Regions from separate parts of the Mus musculus genome. Here all the other regions are linked to region 1. Evidence: chromatin contacts called from public promoter capture Hi-C data. All regions are on one chromosome and are shown on one strand. The core of a region is the stretch at or near the end of the contact, and the rest is flanking DNA. Distances in the headings are between cores, read along the strand shown. Region 1 holds the start of 5430425K12Rik (RIKEN cDNA 5430425K12 gene). Region 2 holds the start of Adgrv1 (adhesion G protein-coupled receptor V1). Region 3 holds the start of Lysmd3 (LysM, putative peptidoglycan-binding, domain containing 3).

Region 1 (3,317 bases), core at 42-2,541:
GAGATGCGAATTTCTGAAGGGCTTTTCAGTTCTCATGGCAATGTCTGTTTCTCCCTGATGGCCAGCCTTTGCCTGGTTTGACCTGGCTGTGCCAGATCTAGCTGCTATGAGTTCTGCTGCTGCTGCTGCTGCTGGCTCTGCACCCCCCCCCCCTGCCCCGCTCCCAACTGGTCCTTTAGGCACTCCTTTCCATGTGTCAGATGAGGACTCCTTTCCCATTAGCTTGCCATCCACAGGCAGTGCAGTCCAGCCCAGACAGCTGCCTTTGGCTTTGAAAACTGCCTGGCTCACTTCCCCACCAGTCTGTGAAGGAGTCCAACATGCCACTTGATGTCACATGTGTTGCAGGTGTTGTGGATGAAATTGCTACAGGAGCTGGATGTAAATGATGTCATTGGGCAAGACGGGACTTGGCATGCCCACGTTTGTCCAAATGCTGTTCATATCTCCCAGCGAAAAGATGTTGTAAATAAAGAGAACAAGCACAAACTGATCTTAAAGACTGAGCATAAACAAGAGCTGTCCTGGGCACTATGGAAAAGCTTGCAGTTCTCATAGTAAGACTACCCTTGTGTTAGAAACCTGTTGTGCAGACTGAGGAAGTGAAGGCTCAGACAGGTTCAGAGACTTATGCAAGGTCCCACAACTCCACAGATCCCTTTATTCTCTCTCTCTCTCTCTCTCTCTCTCTCTCTCTCTCTCTCACACACACACACACACACACACACTCATAACACACTCACACCTGTATACTGACTCACACACACACTCACACACATTTACACTCATTCATAAATACACACACACACACACACACACACACACTCATAACACACTCACACCTGTATACTGACTCACACACACACTCCCACACATTTACACTCATACATAAATACACACACACACACACACACACACACACACACACACTACTGAGGACAGCAGCCAAGGCCCTGCATATACTAAGCATAGGACTATATAAACAGTTACAGATTACTGTTTATCTTGAATCTGAACACAAATCAACGTGTTCTTTAAACTTTGGACTGGTTTACAGCAGGAACCATGAGATATTAGCATTGTACTAAGATTTCTGATTCCAGGCTGATTATCAGTTTTCTAGGAGTCAAACAAACATAGGGCATTTAGCCTGGGCCTATGAAGTCATGTTCATAAACATGCTATCAATCTAAATACATTGGCTTGAAAGGAAGCAGCAAAGCAATACTAACATAAAGGTCATCAGATAAAAATGTGGTTAAATATATGTGCATTCCCAGAACTACACTAGGGAGAAGATGGGGGAAAGTATGCCTGTTTTTGTGACTTGTTGGTAACTGCCGAGTTCTTTTCCTTGGGACTAAAAACAATTTACAGCATTGCCAACAGCATTCAGTACATTCAGAACAGGATCATTTCACCCAGAGCTGACCGAAGGCCTTGCTCGGGACAGCATCGAGGACGGCTGTCCAGCAGACAGGGGAGTATGCCAGGTTCAGCAAGTGAAAAGCCAAGCAGGGCCATTTTAAGCAACACAGCTTATGTAAGTGAGAGCTAACTGTCTCACTGGAAGTGGGTCAGACAGGAGCTGGGAGAACTGGGGTCCTTATGACCCCAGTGAAACCTACAGATAGCTTTCCTTTGCATCTCTTAGAATGTGACTAGTTATGAAACAATGTCAGAGTTCAGTTCAGGCCTCTGTATTTCCCACCCTCTTCTTGTTTCCAAATGGTTTTCTTTCTCCCTTTCTTCATTGGAATATGCTAAGCTAAGCGAGGCACACATCATTTGATAGAGTTTGATAATGTGACTGCTGGGAACAGGGAAAAAAGGTAGGGGATAAAGAAAGATCCTTTTTGCGGCTCACAGCTGTGATTCAGTTCTGACTCAAGAGGAAGTGTGCCACCTACTGACTCCCAGAAACCACTTCCGGTGGCTGTTTGGTTTATTCTGGAGGCATCAGGCCAGGCCAGGGACTGCCCTGCCCTGACCCTTGCCTGGCTCTCCAGAGCCAAGGCGTTCACAGCTTGAGTTGGTTTGGCCTAAGACTCTTGAGAACATTACAGATTAAATTTCAAGTGTTTCGTTTCCTAGCAAAGAGTCTTTAGCAACATAAAAACGAGCATGTGTTATTTGCAAACCATCTGAACCATTACTCAACCTGAATGTTCCTAAGTTTTTGCAAGGTATGTATTCTGGATGACCGCTCTCCAGCGATCTGAATGTAATTAGTTTTTCCTGTGGGCAGCTCGGGCAGTCTGTAGGGTGGCACTAGCTGCATGAGTCTTCATGGGAGCCCTTTAATCGGTGAAGCAACACTGGACTTGTTCTCATGGGTCCCTGTGTCTGAGCAAGTGCTCAGCCTATGTATGCAGATGGGTTGGGGGAAGTGGTGTGTGGCAGCCACACAGTGTTGCCCTCATACCAGAACTGTACTCTGCCCTCTAGAAATGGGGCCCTGGCTGACCACTGGAGCTCACTTTGGAGTCAACTTTTCTTGAAGGAGCCCCCAAGTACCTTCTTTAATGTAGGGACATATAGAAGAAGGAAAGCGGGTGGGGGGGGGGGCGATGGAGGTAGCCTCAACATTACTTTTTGCTGTATTGGCAGGTGAAAAGAGGAGTAGTAAGTGGTTTGGTTCCATAATGTCATCTTCAAACAGACTAAAGGTTTTTGATTGTTTTTAATCCTAGGTGGTTTAAGATTCCACAGTGCCAGCATACATATGCTCTCTCAATGATTCAAGTTCCAGAAGTGGTTCTGCATGTAGATCAATACTAGAGATCTCAAGGATCACTTCTGAGGGTTAAAAAGGCTTCTTTCCTCAGATTGCATAGGAATCCCTAATGGCAGAGAACAGATAGTGCCTCCCCTGCTCCGCTGATGTGTGAAAGAACGCCTGCAAACCCCTGGAGTGGGCAGCGAACAATCTGTCCGTGTCAGCCAGCTGTCCTGAGGAGTCCTGAGCTACACAGCGGCCAGAGTGGTGCTCGCACCTGTCCTGGAAGGGGGAGCTTTCCTTGTGCCCCCTTTTAGTGTCATTACCATGTCTTCTCCCATGATTTCAGTTCTACCTGATAAGGCCAGACAGTTCCTCAGCGTATGATCGGTAACCTATGGTTAACGATGGAATTCTCTGACTGCACTCTCTTAGCCTGTGTAAATGCATGCATTTCTTTGGGAAAATGATAAAATATATGAAAAAATAACCACAGGCTGAAATGTCCTGTCAAAAAGATATCTAAAGTACATGCAAAGTGTTTGCCAATTAAGTACATGTGAGTAACATTTTTCCAAATTATAATACTCAACATCTT
Region 2 (2,967 bases), core at 234-2,733, 690 kb after region 1:
ATGCATTTTTTTTGTAATAATTCAGAATGTATTTGTAAATCAGTAGGAGTTTACTACTTAGCCTAGGAAATCTCCCAGACATAAGTCTGGTACCTCTGCCCTGATTAAATGTCTACTGTCTTCTTTAATGTCCTTTCTCTTTATTTCTTTGCTCTAGTTCTTTGGAGAGATGACTCACAAAGAAGGAAGCTTTGGTTCAGGGATGGAAGATGGTTGTAACACTCAGTGCCAAATCACTTAAGGGGTATTTTGGACTTTTCCTGTCAAGAAGTAACATCTTAATTCCAATTTCTACAAATGTGCAGCTTATGAAGGGGTCTGCAGCCCCATAGGAGGAGTATTAATATGAACTAACCAGTAACCCCAGAGCTCCCTGGGACTAAATCACCAATCAAAGAAAACACATGGTGGGACTCATGGCTCCAGCTGCATATGTAACAGAGAATGGCCTAGTCGGTCATCAATGGAAGGAGAGGCCCTTGGTCCTGTGAAGGTTCTATGCCCCAGTATAGGGGAATGCCAGAGCCAGGAAGCAGGAGTGAGTGGACTGGGGAGCAGGGGGAGGGAGGAAGAGGATAGGGGATTTTCGAAGGGGAAACTAGGAAAGGGGATAACATTTGACATGTAAATAAAGAAAATATCTAATAAAAAAGAATGTGCAGCTTATAAACACATTATGTACATGTTAAAGGCTATAGATTTTGTAAGATGTTAGTTTACACAAGTTATATACAACTTAATGTTGTACCTTAAAGTTATTTTCTCAATGGAAATGAAAAATAGTTCAGGAAATTTAAAATATAAAAGAAATATGTGTGTGTATATACATAAGGAATTTTTACACTCTATGTTAATTTCAAACTCATCGGAAACAATGTGCTTGACTGAAACTCCCTGAAGCAGTAGGTATCTGGAACATTAACAAGATTCCTTTAAAGTTACCTCGATATTCACAAAAAGAAGTTTTATCTACCGACCACCTGCAGTTCTTGCCCAATTATTTTTCCAAGCCATCTTTGAAACTAGAGCCTGTGTTTCAACTGGGCAGAAAGAGATATGGGAACTTTTCGCTCTGCTCATCCCAGTCTCCTCTTCTCTGAGATGGCAGCTTTGGGAGCAGCTATGCAAAGCCGCAGCCTTGTGCAGGGACCAGGCATTTGTCCCGTTACCCGCAGCCCGCCACCCGCTTGTCCGTGCGGCCGCTACCCGCCCGCCTTCTGCGCCGCCCTCGCTCCTACCTCCAGCAACAGGTGCAAGCGGCGGCTGCCCGGGAACTGCCTAAGAGATGCTGTAGCCCTCCCCGACCCACTGGATTCCCTCAGCACCAACCCCAAGTCACATCCTACCTGGTTCTGAGGTCACCGACATCTGCGTGCCCTCCGATCCCCGCCGGTGCCGGGCCTCCCTTCACACCCAGGGTCCCCACCGCTGCCGTTCCTCCCTTCACACCCAGCGCAACCCTCTGCAACGCTAATCCTTTCCCCGCACTGTCCCTTCCAGCCAAAGACTTCATCCTCTCCCCTCCCCCTAGCGCTCCTCTGCTCCAATAGGACTCTGGCCCGGGGGATGGGCTCACCTGGTCGGTGGAGCGGGGGTGACTGTCCTGGCAGCAGGCTGTCCTCTGCGCAGCGGGCAGCCAGGTCCGCACTCCGTCGTGGTGAACTCCCCGCCTTGGCCATGACTAATGGACTCTTCCAGCAGTCAGGCGTCCAAGCTGACCTGCTGGGTACCACAGCGCTTGGCCGGTTCTCTTAGGCGCTAAACTTTGGAGCTGCTCTGCTGTAAGCGGCTCCCAGTCTTCTCTCCAGTTTGCTGAACCTAAAAGGGTGTTTCCTTTACCATCGATTGAAGCCCTTCTTCAAGTGTTCACTCTGAGTACTCATTCACTGATGAATTACTAGAAATGAAGGCGGTATCTCTATGCACACTTACAAGGCAACATCTTTGCCATCTCATATTGTATTAATACCTAGTTTATTACCTACTGTAATAATACCTAAGTTCTTCAAGGATTAAGGGAACCAAGTTTTTTCTGATAGCACACAGGGCATGTGTATGTGGGTCGTTATTCTCCCCTAGACTTAGTCATGAAGGCTCCATAGTGGGAAGAGCCGTGGTGGTTATCAGAACAATTGCAGCATCATTCATGGGAAGTTTCAAACAAGGAAAAAGACTAAGATTTTTGGTCCAACCCTCTGCCTCCACTTTTTGTGCTAATAATTATTTAATTTGATGTTCTGTTCATAGGTAAGAGTGACAGATCCCCCTGAAACTGAAGTTGCAGACAGTTGTGAACTGCCATGCGGGTGCTGAGAATTGAACCTGGGTCCTCTAGAAGAACGTCAACTTTCCAGACCCCTGCCTCCACTTTTTAATGAAAGAAGCAAGGTTATAAATTAAGAGCAGATTTAAAAAAAAAAAAAGTAGGAAAAGACAAAGCGACTAAATTAAATAGAAAGAGAGGCCAGTGGAGGATCCAAGATCCATTCCAAACTAACAGAATGGAATAAGCTTTAAGTAACAAACGGGGATCCAGGGACACAGTTATTATGAACTATTGCAGAATGCCTCATCTCAAAATTGTAGGACTCGGCAAACAGCTGGACATCAAAGATAAGGTTAGGCAAACTAGTTGTTGTACACCATATTCATGGGGCTGAAAATGCCCACGGCACGCACTACAAAAGGTAAGAGTAAACTGCTGCTTCTAGAAGCGGTGAACGAAGTGGACACAAGCGGGCGTGAGCTCTCAAGTCGGTAGCATAGTAAGAGGATTTAAGGCGACAGAGAATCAAAATCATGAGCCAGTTATCCAGATAATCATAAAGCAAAACAAAAAATGGGAAGACGGAAGTACATTTTGGCTTGGTTTGTTTTGCTATTTACAGTGTCTCAAACTCTGTCCCTGTAGGTCGGAGGTTCTTAGTCCTTAGTCCTTCTTTCCCGAGTCTCATCTGCAAGCTCACC
Region 3 (2,983 bases), core at 275-2,774, 720 kb after region 1:
AACTTTCTGGAACTCAGCCAACATTCGTGGCTAACTGCTTCTTTTGTATAGTCTAATAATAAAATATACACATAGTGTGCCCTTTTGGTAAACAAATACTCGATTTTAGTTAGATACAAACAATCATTCAAAAGCTTTGCAGATCTCGTGTAGGATGTTTCTTCAAAGCAAACAGGTAGTAGTCCTGAAGAAATGCTTGGAATTCGTTCTCCCTCAGACTCTCCCAAGGATTCCATGGCCTATTGACATTAAAATAAGAAAAGTAACCTACTTGCAAAAAGACGGTTGCATTCCATTAACATTCATGAGGCCTGAACAGCCGAGGCCCTACACATCAAGAACGGAATATATCCTTTGTCTCCTGATGAGAAAATGTCTCCGTGATAAATGGTTACAGACAGCGGTGTCACAGGGGCAAGAGCTCAAAGAATAACTTGGGCAAACTTTTTTTTCCCCGGTTGTCTTTGCCTGGAGTTCTTTGTAGCATTGTTCAGCACAGTGCCTTGTCCTTTCAAGTAAAAGGCGCTTATTGCAATGTAAGTAAAATCCCAGTCCTTGCAGAGGCACTTCTCAGAAAACCAACCGACCAAGGAACCAACAGAACAAACAAACAAACAAACAAACAATCAAACAAAAAACCCTTTGGAAATTGGAACAGCGTTCCAAAGGCTTTATAATTACTAAGTATTCGGACTGTAAAGAAAAGTGTGGTACGTCTTTAGGCAATGTTGACCTAAATGGGTAAGCATTTAGTCAAGTGCATTGTCGGTCGTCAGCACAAAACACCAGGTGCACCTTTAAAATGTCATACATCATTCGCATAAATACAAACACTGTATTTACCACTTCGGCAAATTTCTAAAAAAAAAAAAAAAAAAAAAAAAAAAAGTCAGAAGAGAGGTATTTATTTCACTGCCATAGATAGTGCAACACCAATGGCGTCCTGTTAATTTTCAAATCCAAGTAGGTTAGTTACAAGTTGTTGACAACTTTGTCCCATCAAAGTGCAGCTCCAGGGCACTGTGAGCTTAGCTTGGCTAGGTGGCTCACTCTGCTGACCTACAGACCCAAGGCACTCTGCCTGTCTTGTTTGCTGCTCTAGGGCTCGTTCGATATGGTAAAGCACGGCCCAGTGTTTTTGCTTTCTTCTGCCCCACCGAGAAGAAAGTGCCAGATACAGAGCATTAAGAAATGCACAGCGGCTCTCCATTGGCTCTTCCTCAAGCATGCCCTCCGCTCAGTACGTTTCTTAGCCAGGAGGACCCGTTGGGTTTAGATTCACAGACTGCAGGAGTCCAACACGGCCCGGCGGCCCCCGGACGGGCGGGGCTAGAGGCGGGGCTGAAATCAGGCCCCGCCCCGGCCGCATCGGCGCGCCTGCGTGCTGGCGTGGGCCTGCGGTTGGCCGCGGGGTTCTGGGTTCCCCGCCTCCGCCCGCGCCCTCGCACCTCCGCCTACTCTACGCGATGACGCACCGCAGGTTTGCGGACGTGGCGGCGGCTGTCGGTGCGGAAGGCGGGGACGGCGGCGACGGCGGCGACGGTGGCAGAAGCGGACCCAGACACCGGAGAACCTAGAGTCGGTCATGAACGTCTCCGGGGCCGCGGCTGTGGTGGAGGACATAACCGTGTCGCCGCGCCCCTGCTAGAGGACAGGTGACGGTGGCTGTGGGGCGGGGCGGGGCAGGACGTCGATCGGGGGGTCACCGTGGGGCGCTGTCCCCGGTTCGGGAAGGACTCTTACCTCCCGGTTTTGGGCAGCCCTTTCCGGGCCATTCTGCCTGTCCCCTTAGCATCTGCTCCGAAGCGTCCCAGTCTGACGCGGCGACTTAGAAATCAGAGATGTAATCTTTGCGGGGGACGTCCGGAGGAAAGGGAAAAATAAAAATAAAAGCGAGTGGAATGGAAGAGGGAGGAAGTTTGCAGTTGTTGCTTAGGTTTAAAATTGGCCCTGGAGAATAGGATCGGGGTGATTCTGTCCTAAGTGCTGAACTGGCTTGTGCCCTGTGAGTCTTCTCTTGCTCCCTGCCGAAGGTCAAGACCAAATATTAATATGCAGCAATTAATATGTAGTACCTAGGGATTTGAGAGGTCGCTTTCCGGTCTAGACCGGGTGGATGAAAACATGCTCACGATACCCATTGATGATCACTTTCAGGACGTTTGTCAGCAGTGCAGTATGCAACATGTTCTAGTTTTCTGAAGCCATAGATTCCATAGATAATTCAGAGAGGTAAAGAGAATTGAGGCTGATGGCTTTGATTCCGTGTACTTTCTAATCTTTAGTAGATTGACATGTCATTACCTTACTGGGCCAAAGTGCAGCTTGGCACTTGGATTACAGATGAACAGTCAGACCGTAGTGTCCAGATTGTTTATTTTGCTTTCCTGTCATTTTAGAGGAATAGAGACAGATGCGCGAAGACGGGAGTCTTTTGATTCCTGATTAAGACATGGTGAGGGAAAGACTGATAGAAGAACACATTGTTTCAAATGGCTTCTGGGTATTAGTCAGTAATTTCAGAGAGCTGTACTAAGAATGGGAGGGAGAGCGCTTTAGAGGGATAGCATACCTAAGGCAACGTAACCACCCATATGCATTGCTTTAGATCTAATCTTTTCTGCTTTTGATGGATGCTTTTGAGGATCTGAAACAGATACTTCCTGAGGTAGTACATGTATGTATGTATGCAACTTGCTACTGGTTCCACAAAACTGACAGACATCCTCTACATCTAAGATGTGGGCTTTTTATTTTGTTTTTAGAAAAGACCTAGATAAGGGAGTGCAAGCGTCCTTGTAGAAACAGGTGTGCTCCTTACTTTAAACTGAGATGTGAAACGTGGCTCTCATTTAGCTTGGATCTGTCAAATTTGGAGTGGTTTTTGGCAATAGTTTAGCCCCTGTGGGAGCAGCTGAAGCAAGCTACTAATATAGCTGTTAATAAATTATCTAAATAGAGACTTTTCAACTTTTAAAGATAT

The links. Promoter capture Hi-C pulls out the DNA fragments that hold promoters and counts their contacts.
Region 2: a promoter capture Hi-C map of liver shows a contact between it and region 1, with 6 times the contacts expected there. The contact joins the promoter of Adgrv1 here to the promoter of 5430425K12Rik in region 1. A contact is called at or near these places in 5 of 39 promoter capture datasets (hematopoietic stem and progenitor cells, hippocampal neurons, liver and 1 more).
Region 3: a promoter capture Hi-C map of liver shows a contact between it and region 1, with 10 times the contacts expected there. The contact joins the promoter of Lysmd3 here to the promoter of 5430425K12Rik in region 1. A contact is called at or near these places in 7 of 39 promoter capture datasets (the 3T3-L1 cell line, 3T3-L1-derived adipocytes, hippocampal neurons and 3 more), 2 of 115 datasets of contacts at active chromatin or transcription factors (large pre-B cells and pancreatic cancer cells) and 1 of 9 other capture datasets (adipose tissue).

The regions. Positions count from the first base shown.
Region 1 is chr13:80,939,112-80,942,428 of GRCm38.p6, forward strand. It overlaps 5430425K12Rik (RIKEN cDNA 5430425K12 gene), which reads left to right and starts at 1,292. Exons shown (of 5, transcript NR_103550.1): 1 at 1,292-1,543; 2 at 2,095-2,186.
Region 2 is chr13:81,631,661-81,634,627 of GRCm38.p6, forward strand. Adgrv1 (adhesion G protein-coupled receptor V1) reads right to left here and starts at 1,484. Exons shown (of 90, transcript NM_054053.4): 1 at 1,347-1,484. The coding sequence starts at 1,368.
Region 3 is chr13:81,656,282-81,659,264 of GRCm38.p6, forward strand. Lysmd3 (LysM, putative peptidoglycan-binding, domain containing 3) reads left to right here and starts at 1,525. Exons shown (of 3, transcript NM_030257.1): 1 at 1,525-1,655.